Linked DNA regions of Sus scrofa: region 1 is linked to region 2. Evidence: chromatin contacts called from public Hi-C data. All regions are on one chromosome and are shown on one strand. The core of a region is the stretch at or near the end of the contact, and the rest is flanking DNA. Distances in the headings are between cores, read along the strand shown. Region 1 has its middle 18 kb from the start of SYF2. Region 2 has its middle 82 kb from the start of RUNX3.

Region 1 (4,492 bases), core at 1,908-4,407, 150 kb after region 2:
TCAAACCTGCGTCCTCATGGATGCTAGTCAGATTCATTTCCACTGAGCTATGACAGGAACTCACACACTTATTTCTGATTTGCACACCTGTCGACACTTACCAAGACAACAAACAAAATGCCAAGGAACAAAAGAGCACTGTTCATGCCCCTAGGCACAGCCACTTCCAGATGCCCCTGGATGGGTCTCTGCTCACCAGAAGGACCTCCACCAGCTGCCAGCATCAGTCGGAACTTGGGGATCAGGAGCCATTCCCAGGCCCGGGTGATTTGTTCTTCCACAGGCCAAGGCTGAAAGTCAAGACCTAGAACAGGGTCTAACAATTTATCCTGGCCCTTGGAGCTTGCCTTTGTTGGATTTCCTGCCCGCTGCCCAACAATGGTGAGTGGCAGGTGCATCTGTTCTGATCATTGGCCTCTTGCCTCGGGTGGCTGTGGCCCATGTCTCCCAGATGTTCAGTCAGAGCCACAGCTGAGACCGCCACACCTCAGATGGGACTTCTGGCTCCTCTTGCTAAAGACCTCAATTTAACTTAATGGACTAAACAAGGAACCATTTTGATATGATTAATTAATTAGGGCCTTACTAGGAAAGATAATAATACAATAACTTAAATAAGACTGCAAGGCCTAGCTGCCAGTTTATAAAAAGGGCACCAGGAATAGCACAATTAGAAAGATGGTGGGATCAGAGGGAACACGGAATAGCGGCCCCAGCTCTGACGAATGCCAAGCTTAAGTCAGGGGCTTCCAAATCCAGGGTCTGATGATTCGATCTGAGAGTTACCCTCTCTGAGCAGTTTCCTCCCTTGATAGAAGTCAGGATTAAGGTGTATTTGTCAATGTTGTTGTGGAAATGCAACAGATGCCAAGTATGAAAACTGCCCAGAAACTATGCTTAAAATACATGGAAACACTAGCAAGGACATTCCAGCATAGCAGCTGGGACTGAGGATGCAAATCAATGGACAGAGTTCTGACGAATGTGGTCCATTCGGTTTTACCAGCAAACATCTTTTTTTTTTTTTTCCTAAATGGCTGCACCCACAGCACGTGAAATTCCCTGGCCTGGGATTGAATTGAACCTATACCACAGCTGCAGCAATGCCAGATCCTTTAACCCACTGTGCCAGGCTGAGGATTGAACCTGAGGTTCTGCAGTGACCCAAGCCACTGCAGGCAGATTCTTAACTCACTGCACCACAGCAGGAACTCCAACATACATCTAAATTTTTTTTCTTGTGTCTTCTTAGGGCTGCACCCATGGCACATGGAAACTCCAGGCTAGGGTCGAATGAGAGCTACAGCTGTGACCTACACCACAGCTCACGGCAATGCCGGATCTCTCACCCACTGAGCAAGGCCGGGGATTGAACCTACATCCTTGTGGATACTAGTCAGACTTGTTGCTGCTGAGCCACAACGGCAACTCCCAAACATCTTATTTTTCACTGCACTTTTAATCTGCATACACATCCCAAGTCTTTTAAAAGTAAGTGGCTGAAAAGTTCCCCTAAGGATCATCTTAGTTGATTCCTGATGAATAAATAGTTGTGATATACAGAGGAGTCTAGTTAGATTTGCTGGTTGGTACCTAGATTTGGGAGTATTAACATAGTTTCATCTTAGTGCCCCTGCACACCTTCCCCAGGCCTCCCCCATCCTGCCCCTCCCCACTCCTCCCCACCCTCGACAATCTTGCCCAAATTGCTACCCCAGGTCTCCTACCTTGGAGCCCTCCACTGTCCTGGGGCTGGCGACCCAATCTCTCAAGGCCTTGCTAGAAAACTCTTTTATCTCAACCTAAACCTCTTCCTGTGAAGGATCAGACAGTTAATATTTCAGGCTTTGTGGGCCCTACCGGCTCTGTCACAACACCTCAACTCTGCCTGTGCAGCATGAAAGCAGCCGTAGACAAGATGACAGTGAGTGTGGCTATGCCTCAATAGAAATTTGTTTGCAAAAGCAAGTGATGGGGCAGATTTGGCCCAGAATCTAAATAGTTCTCCAGTGTTAGGGGGTTTATAATGGTTAATATAGTGGATCTAGAGGCTCACGCTCTTGCTTTCTGCTGGGGCTTTTCACAATTTAACCCTAAGTCATGGGCAATGGGAGTCATTTTAGACACTGGGGAAATTCCGGTATAAAAGATTCTTGAAACATGGATGCCTTTTGGTGTCTCTCAGTCACAACACTTGTGCCTAAAGCTCACCACACCTTGTGGCCTGCAATGGTGGCATTTTCAGATTCAGAAAATACCTCAAACTTGGTTAGATCAGTGGCTCCCAAGCTTGAGAGTACAGCAGACTCACCCAGAGGGCTTGTTAAAACACAGTTTACTGTGACTCACTCCCAGACTTTTTGAATCAGTAGGTCTGGGGTGGAACCAGGGGATACACATTTCTAACAAATCCCAGGCAATGCCAATGCTGCTGCTCAGGGAACCAGGCTTGGCCAACCACTGGGTTACACAATTTAAAAAAAAACAAAAAAACAAAAAAACAAACAAACAAAAAAAAACCTAAAGGTATACTGCCACCTAGTGGACTATTTAATTCTTAGTCCAACTCTATGCCAACTATTCTGACTTGAAAGAGTACTAAAAATTACACATATTTTGCCATGAGAAGAAGCAAATTCATAAAGTTTATTTGTCACTTCTATACTTGGGATTCCACAACCATATTCCAAGCTTCTTTAAAGAAGTGAGGTGTCATGTTTACGATAACATGGCAGCAATTTTAAATCAACTTAAACGAGAAACAGATTATTTTCCACCAGGGGAAAAACACTTTAAATATCTAAATAGAGTAAAACCACCGCTGGCTCTGTTCTCTGGCCCCTCTCCCATTGCCAGATGCACACATCTGTCCTGAAAGGCAAAAATCCACACCCCAGCCTTCCAACTCGCTATTGATGAACCTGGTGTAACTGATGAAATTCAGCAGGAGATTGACCCAAACAAGTCTGTTTCAGACCCTGGACTTTGTGATCTTTGCTCACATAGAACAGTAGCAACGGTGAAGAACCGTGTTCTGGGGCAACTGTGTAAATGTTTGCATTCCAGCCTATTGACAATGCAGTTGCCCCCTCTCCTGTATTCATCCTGTTAGTTTTATCTGACTCCACCTGGCACAAAATGAAGGGACGCTCCACTTGCCAACAGCAGATGACTTGGGATTCCATGCTTGGCGGGCTGCTGGATTGCTGTCAGCGTGGAGAAACATATTAGGGCCATGCTACAAAGGATGGCGTGGTACCAGGAGAACGGAAATGACAGGGACCGGAACGGTTTTTGATGCCAACAGTTTATATTTGATCTCCAGATGCAATGCAGCTGACAGCTAATTAGTCTGACTTAGATCTACATGGATCCCTCCCTTTTTTTTTTTCCACACATGCTCTGGGCATGCTAGTGTGAAAATGTGTCTGCCTGGGGTTGTGCTTTGATTGAGAATTCTCTGGAATGAACACACTTGGAACCCCTGAGAGGTCTGGAGCCCCGGCACGTGGACCATCTGGTGATACGGTCTTTTTCTCTCCTGCTTGGCCGGAGAGCAGATCCTGCAGGACAGTCCTGATCCAAGCGGCTGCTTACAGCCTCACAAAGCTGGAGCAAATTGTGCAGGTTCATGTTTCCATGTACGAGGCCACCGTTAACAGCAAATGTCAGTGGCTGAGAGCTCCTGGACTCGACTTCCGTGGCTACTAATGAAAAAGCAATTGTGGTGCATTAGCTGGCGAGCTGTTTGGTAGGAATGAGAAAGAGCTACAGTCTGGGGGAAAGCAGGAGCATCAAGACCCTCCCTGTCCTGGCCCCAGAGGGTTAGAGCAACACTTATGCAGCCCTGCTGCATGCTAAGCATTTTAAAAGGACTTAAAGTCTTCATAACAGGGGCTGTTATTACCCTCATCTCACTGACGAGAAATCTGAGACATGAAATTGATAGCCCCAAGGTCAAAAAGCTGGTAGGTGGAGAAGCTGAGATTGACCCCCAAAGTCCTTCTCCAAAGACCAGGCTCTTAACCACTACACCTTACAATCTCATGAACCAGGATTGGTCTAAACCATCGGTGGCAATCCAAGCCCTATTGACCGGTCTAGGGAAAGGGAGGTGTGGCCTTCCCTCCCCAAAAGTAGAACTATACTTCAACCCCTACCATGACTCATAGTGGACTGAGTGGGTCTCCCAGCCCTCTGACTTTGGGCTTGGCCATGTGACTTGCTTCGACAATGGGATGTCTCACCAGATGATTCAGGCTGGGATTTGGCATGTGCTTGTGCCCTGGGTGTATCCCCTTGACTTCATGGGCCCCAGCAGGAAATTCATGGAGCCAACCCAGACTAGACTGAAGTCCAGAGCCTGCCCAATAGCACCCAGCCTTAATCAGCACTCCCTGGCCACTCCATTCTCTATACATCATGCCCTGCTACAACTCATGTTCATGGGCTAGTCAGTGATACTCCAGGAGAGCTTTCCAGAACACACCGA
Region 2 (4,656 bases), core at 366-2,865:
TGGATTGTTTGTTTTTTTGTTGTTGAGTTGCATGAATTGTTGGAAAAACTGGAAAGCTACATGTAAAAGAATGAAAGCAGAACACTATCTAACACCATATACAAAAATAAACTCAAAATGGATTAAAGACCTAAACATAAGGCCAGACACTATATAGCTCCTAGAGAAAGAACAGGCAGAAGACTCTTTGACATAAATCACAGCGATGTCTTGTTTGACCCACCTCCTAGAATAATGATAATAAAGACACAAATAAACCCATGGGACCTAATCGAACTCAAAAGCTTTTGCACAGCAAAGGAAGCCATGAAAAAAAAAAAAAAAAAGACGGCCATGAAATGGGAGAAAATCTTTGCCAGCGATGCAACAGACAAGTGCCTAATCTCCAAAATATACAAACAACGAGGGATTTTAGATTGTGGGGTTCACTGCTGCACCCGACTCCAGCAGTGCTGGCACATAGCACGTGCTCCATATGTGTAAGCTGTTTGTTGTCTTCTGGTTTAGTTTCTAAGCAGACAGTGTGTGGGGAGCATACCCCAGCTCACTCAGCAGAGAGGCGGAACCACGGGCTAGCCCCATGCCCTCTGGCCCCAAAGCCCAGCTATTCAACCATCACATCAGCTGCCCAGTGTCAGGGCCCTGGGGACTCACCTCGGGCCACCACTTGGTCTCAGGTAGCTTCCTTTGTGTGTGTGTGTGTGTGTGTGTGTGTGTGTGTGTGTGTGTGTGTGTGTGTCTTTTTAGGGCTGCACCTGAGGCATATGGAGTTTCCTAGGCTAAGGGTCAAATTGAAGCTGTAGCCGCCAGCCTGCGCCACAGCCACAGCCACGCCAGATCTGAGCCTCATCTGCGACCTACACCACAACTCACGGCAACAATGGATCCTTAACCCAATGAGCGAGGCCAGGGATTGAACCTGTGTCCCCATGGATACTAGTCAGATTCGTTTCCACAGAGCCATGATGGGAACTGCTCTGGCAGCTTCTGATTCTCTCTGGTCAAGGAGCTGCCCCTGCCCACCAAAGATAGGCCTCTGGTGGCCCCTCGTTTCCCCTTAATGAATAACTCCAATCGCCCGGGCTCTGAAGCCTGGCAGCCTGGGTTCAGATGCTGGCTCTGGGAGTTCCCATTGTGACTCAGCATGTTAGGAACCTGACTAGTATCCATGAGGATGCAGCTTTGATCCCTGGCCTCGCTCAGTGGGTAAAGGATCCAGCATTGCTGCCAGCTGCGGCATAGTTTGAGAGTGAGTCTCAGCTCTGGCATTACTGTGGCTGTGGCGTAGGTCAGCCCTAGCCTGGGAACTCCCATATGCCACAAATGCGGCCCTAAAAAAGGCAAAACAAAACAAAACAAAAAACAAATGCTAGAAAAACTTACGGTTTCCAAATGAGACAGGTTGGGGGGTAGGGGGATGTGCTGAGGGTTTGGGATGGGAATGCTGGGAAATTTGGTTGTGATGATTGTTGTACACCTATAAATGTGACAAAATTCATTAAGTAATTTTAAAAAAATGCTAGCTCTGCTCTTTTCTCTGTGTGTCCTTGGGCAGGGACCATGATCCATGCCTCAGATCCTCCCCTGTAAAGAAGGGGGAGAGATATGACCTAGTCCAAGAGCCATAAGGATGCAATAAGCGAACCCCAGTAAAATGCGAGAGCAGCGTGTGAATCCGATGAGTGCTGGCCATTGTCGCTGCTAACCACCAGCCCAGGGCACCTGGCCCACTGCTTCCTCTTGTCTTTCCAAAGGCCCAGCCCCCTGCCCACCCGACCACAGGGCTGAGTGGACACTAACAGCTTTCCCGGAGGGCTGGCCCCGCCCCTCCAGACTCATCTCGGAGCCCTGCCCACGCAGGGGGCCCACGGCATGGCCCTCAATCAATAAGCCCAGCTGACTGTGGCTTTGGGGTCTCAACCACCAGCCGCGGCAGCCTGGCTGGTCCAGACCACAGGTCCAGCTGGGGCCAGGAGCCGGTGGAAGTTACAGCATGGGGAGAGTGTGAGCCGGGGTCCCAGCTGCCCCAGGGCCCCTGCTGTGGGGCCAGAGCAGGTATTGCTCTGCTGACACCAGCCCCCACCCCTGGCATGAGGGTGAGGATGGAGGAGGGATCGGGGGAGGTGCAGGGAAATGGTCCCAAGACCTGCCTCAGCTGCACCAGTGCCTTGCTGCCTGATCTTTGCCAAGCAGCTTCTCTCTGGGCCTCGTTTCCTTTTGTAAAATGGGGGGAATGGGATGGGGGCCAATCCTTGCCCCCTCTGCCTCCAGGACATTATAAGAAAAAAGATCAGGGCTCCCTCTGGTGCTGAGAGCTGGGCTCTGTGCTACATGCCGTATGTGTACTGTCTCACGAAATTCCATTTTGCAGATGAGGAAACTGAGGCTGATGTGTTCCTAAAAGCTCATTTCACAAAGCTCAGGAAGGTGACCAGCCTGTCCTACAGGCTCCCTGAAGGAGACCAGGTCCCAGTTTGGGAAGGAATTCTTTTCTTCTCAGGCCACCCTCAGCAAAGACTTTGCCCTGTCCAGGACCCTTTGTTCACCTGCAAATTGATGTGGGGCTTTTTTTTTCCCTACGTCCTGTTTTTCACAACTGACACCAAAGAGCAGTCCAGGACCTTCTCTGCAGGATGCTGGTTCCCACTGCCATCCCACCTCTGCTGCAGCAGCCACAGCTCTGCTCTGTGGTACCAGAGGGGTGTTTATAGAAACCCTTGTCCAGCTTGGATGTCCCTCAGAGCAGCCGCATCCTAGCAAGGGTTGGACCTCAGCAGATGCTTTAGGCAAGGGGCTGTAGCGCCCCCTGGCCCCGGGCTGGAGCAGGATTTTCGACGTGCCAGGCTGAGCAAGGCTGGTCCTCACCCAACACCACTCCCGCTGCTTCCTGAAGTCCTGCTCCCACTCACACCTCCAAACCTCATCCAGGGTGAGGCCAGCGGGGCCCAGACCCAAACCCACAGCAGTGTGGCTTCCTGGGAAAGACAGTGTTTCCTGGGTGCTGGCTCCTTAGCGGACACTTTCAAAAGTTCCCATCCAGCCCACTCCCGGCATGAAACCCACTCATCCTACAAACCATTGCATTCGGAGTGGATAAGCAAAAAGAGATCCTGCTGTGTAGCCCTGGGAACTTTATCTAGTCACTTGTGAGGGAGCACGATGGAGGATAATGTGAGAAAGAGAATGTATATGTGTATGTGTGACTGGGTCACTTTGCTGTACAGTATAAAATTGACAGAATGCAGTAAACCAACTATAATGGAAAAAATAAAAATCATTTAAAATTTTTAAAATAAAATAATAATCATAATTCAAATAATTAAAGTGAATACAGTTTTCTTTAAAAAAGAAAAAAGAAAAGAAACCCACTCATTCCAGCCTAGCCTCCTGTGTGGCCATGCATTTCTGAGACACTGAATCCGTAATACTAACATGGTTAAGGGTGGGGCAGAGGTGCTGCTCTTTATTCAGCCTTTGAGAAGCATCACTGCACTAGCACTTTAAACACATCATCTCATTTCATCCCAAACAAGCCTATGAGAGAGGTTCTGCCATGAACCCCATTTTACGGATGGTGGAACCTGAGGCTCAGAAAGGTTACATCACCTAGCTAGAAAGTGGAGGGACCAGGATTAGAACCCATTTTCTACAAGACATTGGCTCCCCCAGGCATAGCCCAGTGCCCCCTGCCGCCCCTCTCTGATACCCCGCTACCCATCCAACCCCCAGGAGACACTGTCCTGTGTAGCAGTGGCAGCCCAGGGTTGGGCACATGGGGGGAGCGGGGAGTGTGTGCTGTCATGTCTCCACCCAGCCTTGCAAGGGTGGGCCCTTCCTTCCCTGCCTTGTCCCACTCAGACCAGGACTCCCCCCTCTCCTAGAGCAGAGCTATCTGGGTCCCCTCTTTATCTGCCATCCATCCTGCCCTTCAGACCTGGGCTGGCCTTCCCAAGGTCCCCACAGGATTCTGTTTGCTTCCAATTCCCAGGCCACCAGCAGATCTATTACTCATCTCATTCCTATTATTCATTTATTCAGTAGGTTTAGGGGCAGGCAGGAGGCCCTGGGGACTCTAGAGTGAATGGGTCGGCTGAGGGCCAGGCCCAGCCTCTGTGCGGACACTAATGCCTTATCAGGGCTTTGGAAAGGTCAGCGTGGTGGAAGCCTCAGACGGCCCATGCCACTGTGGTCAGTCCTGGGGCAGGAGCCAGTGTCCGAGACCACGCCTGTCTGCCCTGGCCTCAGAAAAGGCTGGGACGGGAAGAGGAGGAGGAGCTGGGAACAGGTAGGCCCCCTGGGGGCTCCCCAGCCACCCAGAAACTCTAGGCACAGGCAGGACCAACCGTCTGGAAAAGTCCTCACACTTACCCCGACTCCACACGTACACACAACCTCCCACACCCCCACTTTCCTGGCCCCTGAGTCCTGGCGGCAGCAGGAAGGGCGGCAGAGGGACCCAAGGTGCGAAGTTCAAACACGAACAGTCAGCCCCAAGCGCCCCTCCCCCATGACCATGACCGTCACTGAGGCCCGGGGACATTCACAACCCTCCTCACCGCCCATTTGTCTTTATTTGCCACTCACTACTCCCTCTCAGGGTCCCTATATCCTGAAGTCACCCCAGGCCTTGAGGGTTAAGAGTGCCAGCGTCCTTCA

What was found. A called contact is a pair of places that touch in the nucleus more often than the background predicts.
Region 1: a Hi-C map of embryonic fibroblasts shows a contact between it and region 2, with 3 times the contacts expected there. The contact joins two enhancer-like sites. A contact is called at or near these places in 4 of 47 Hi-C or Micro-C datasets (embryonic fibroblasts and liver).

Annotation. Positions count from the first base shown.
Region 1 is chr6:82,823,669-82,828,160 of Sscrofa11.1, forward strand. No RefSeq gene overlaps it. Among named protein-coding and RNA genes, the nearest start is that of SYF2, 18 kb to the right of the region's middle. Within about 2 kb of position 3,158, at least 8 of the 83 cell types and tissues checked have an H3K27ac peak or open chromatin away from gene starts, as enhancers often do. A contact at or near this core is called in embryonic fibroblasts, where this site is marked.
Region 2 is chr6:82,674,281-82,678,936 of Sscrofa11.1, forward strand. No RefSeq gene overlaps it. Among named protein-coding and RNA genes, the nearest start is that of RUNX3, 82 kb to the left of the region's middle. Within about 2 kb of position 1,616, at least 3 of the 83 cell types and tissues checked have an H3K27ac peak or open chromatin away from gene starts, as enhancers often do. A contact at or near this core is called in embryonic fibroblasts, where this site is marked.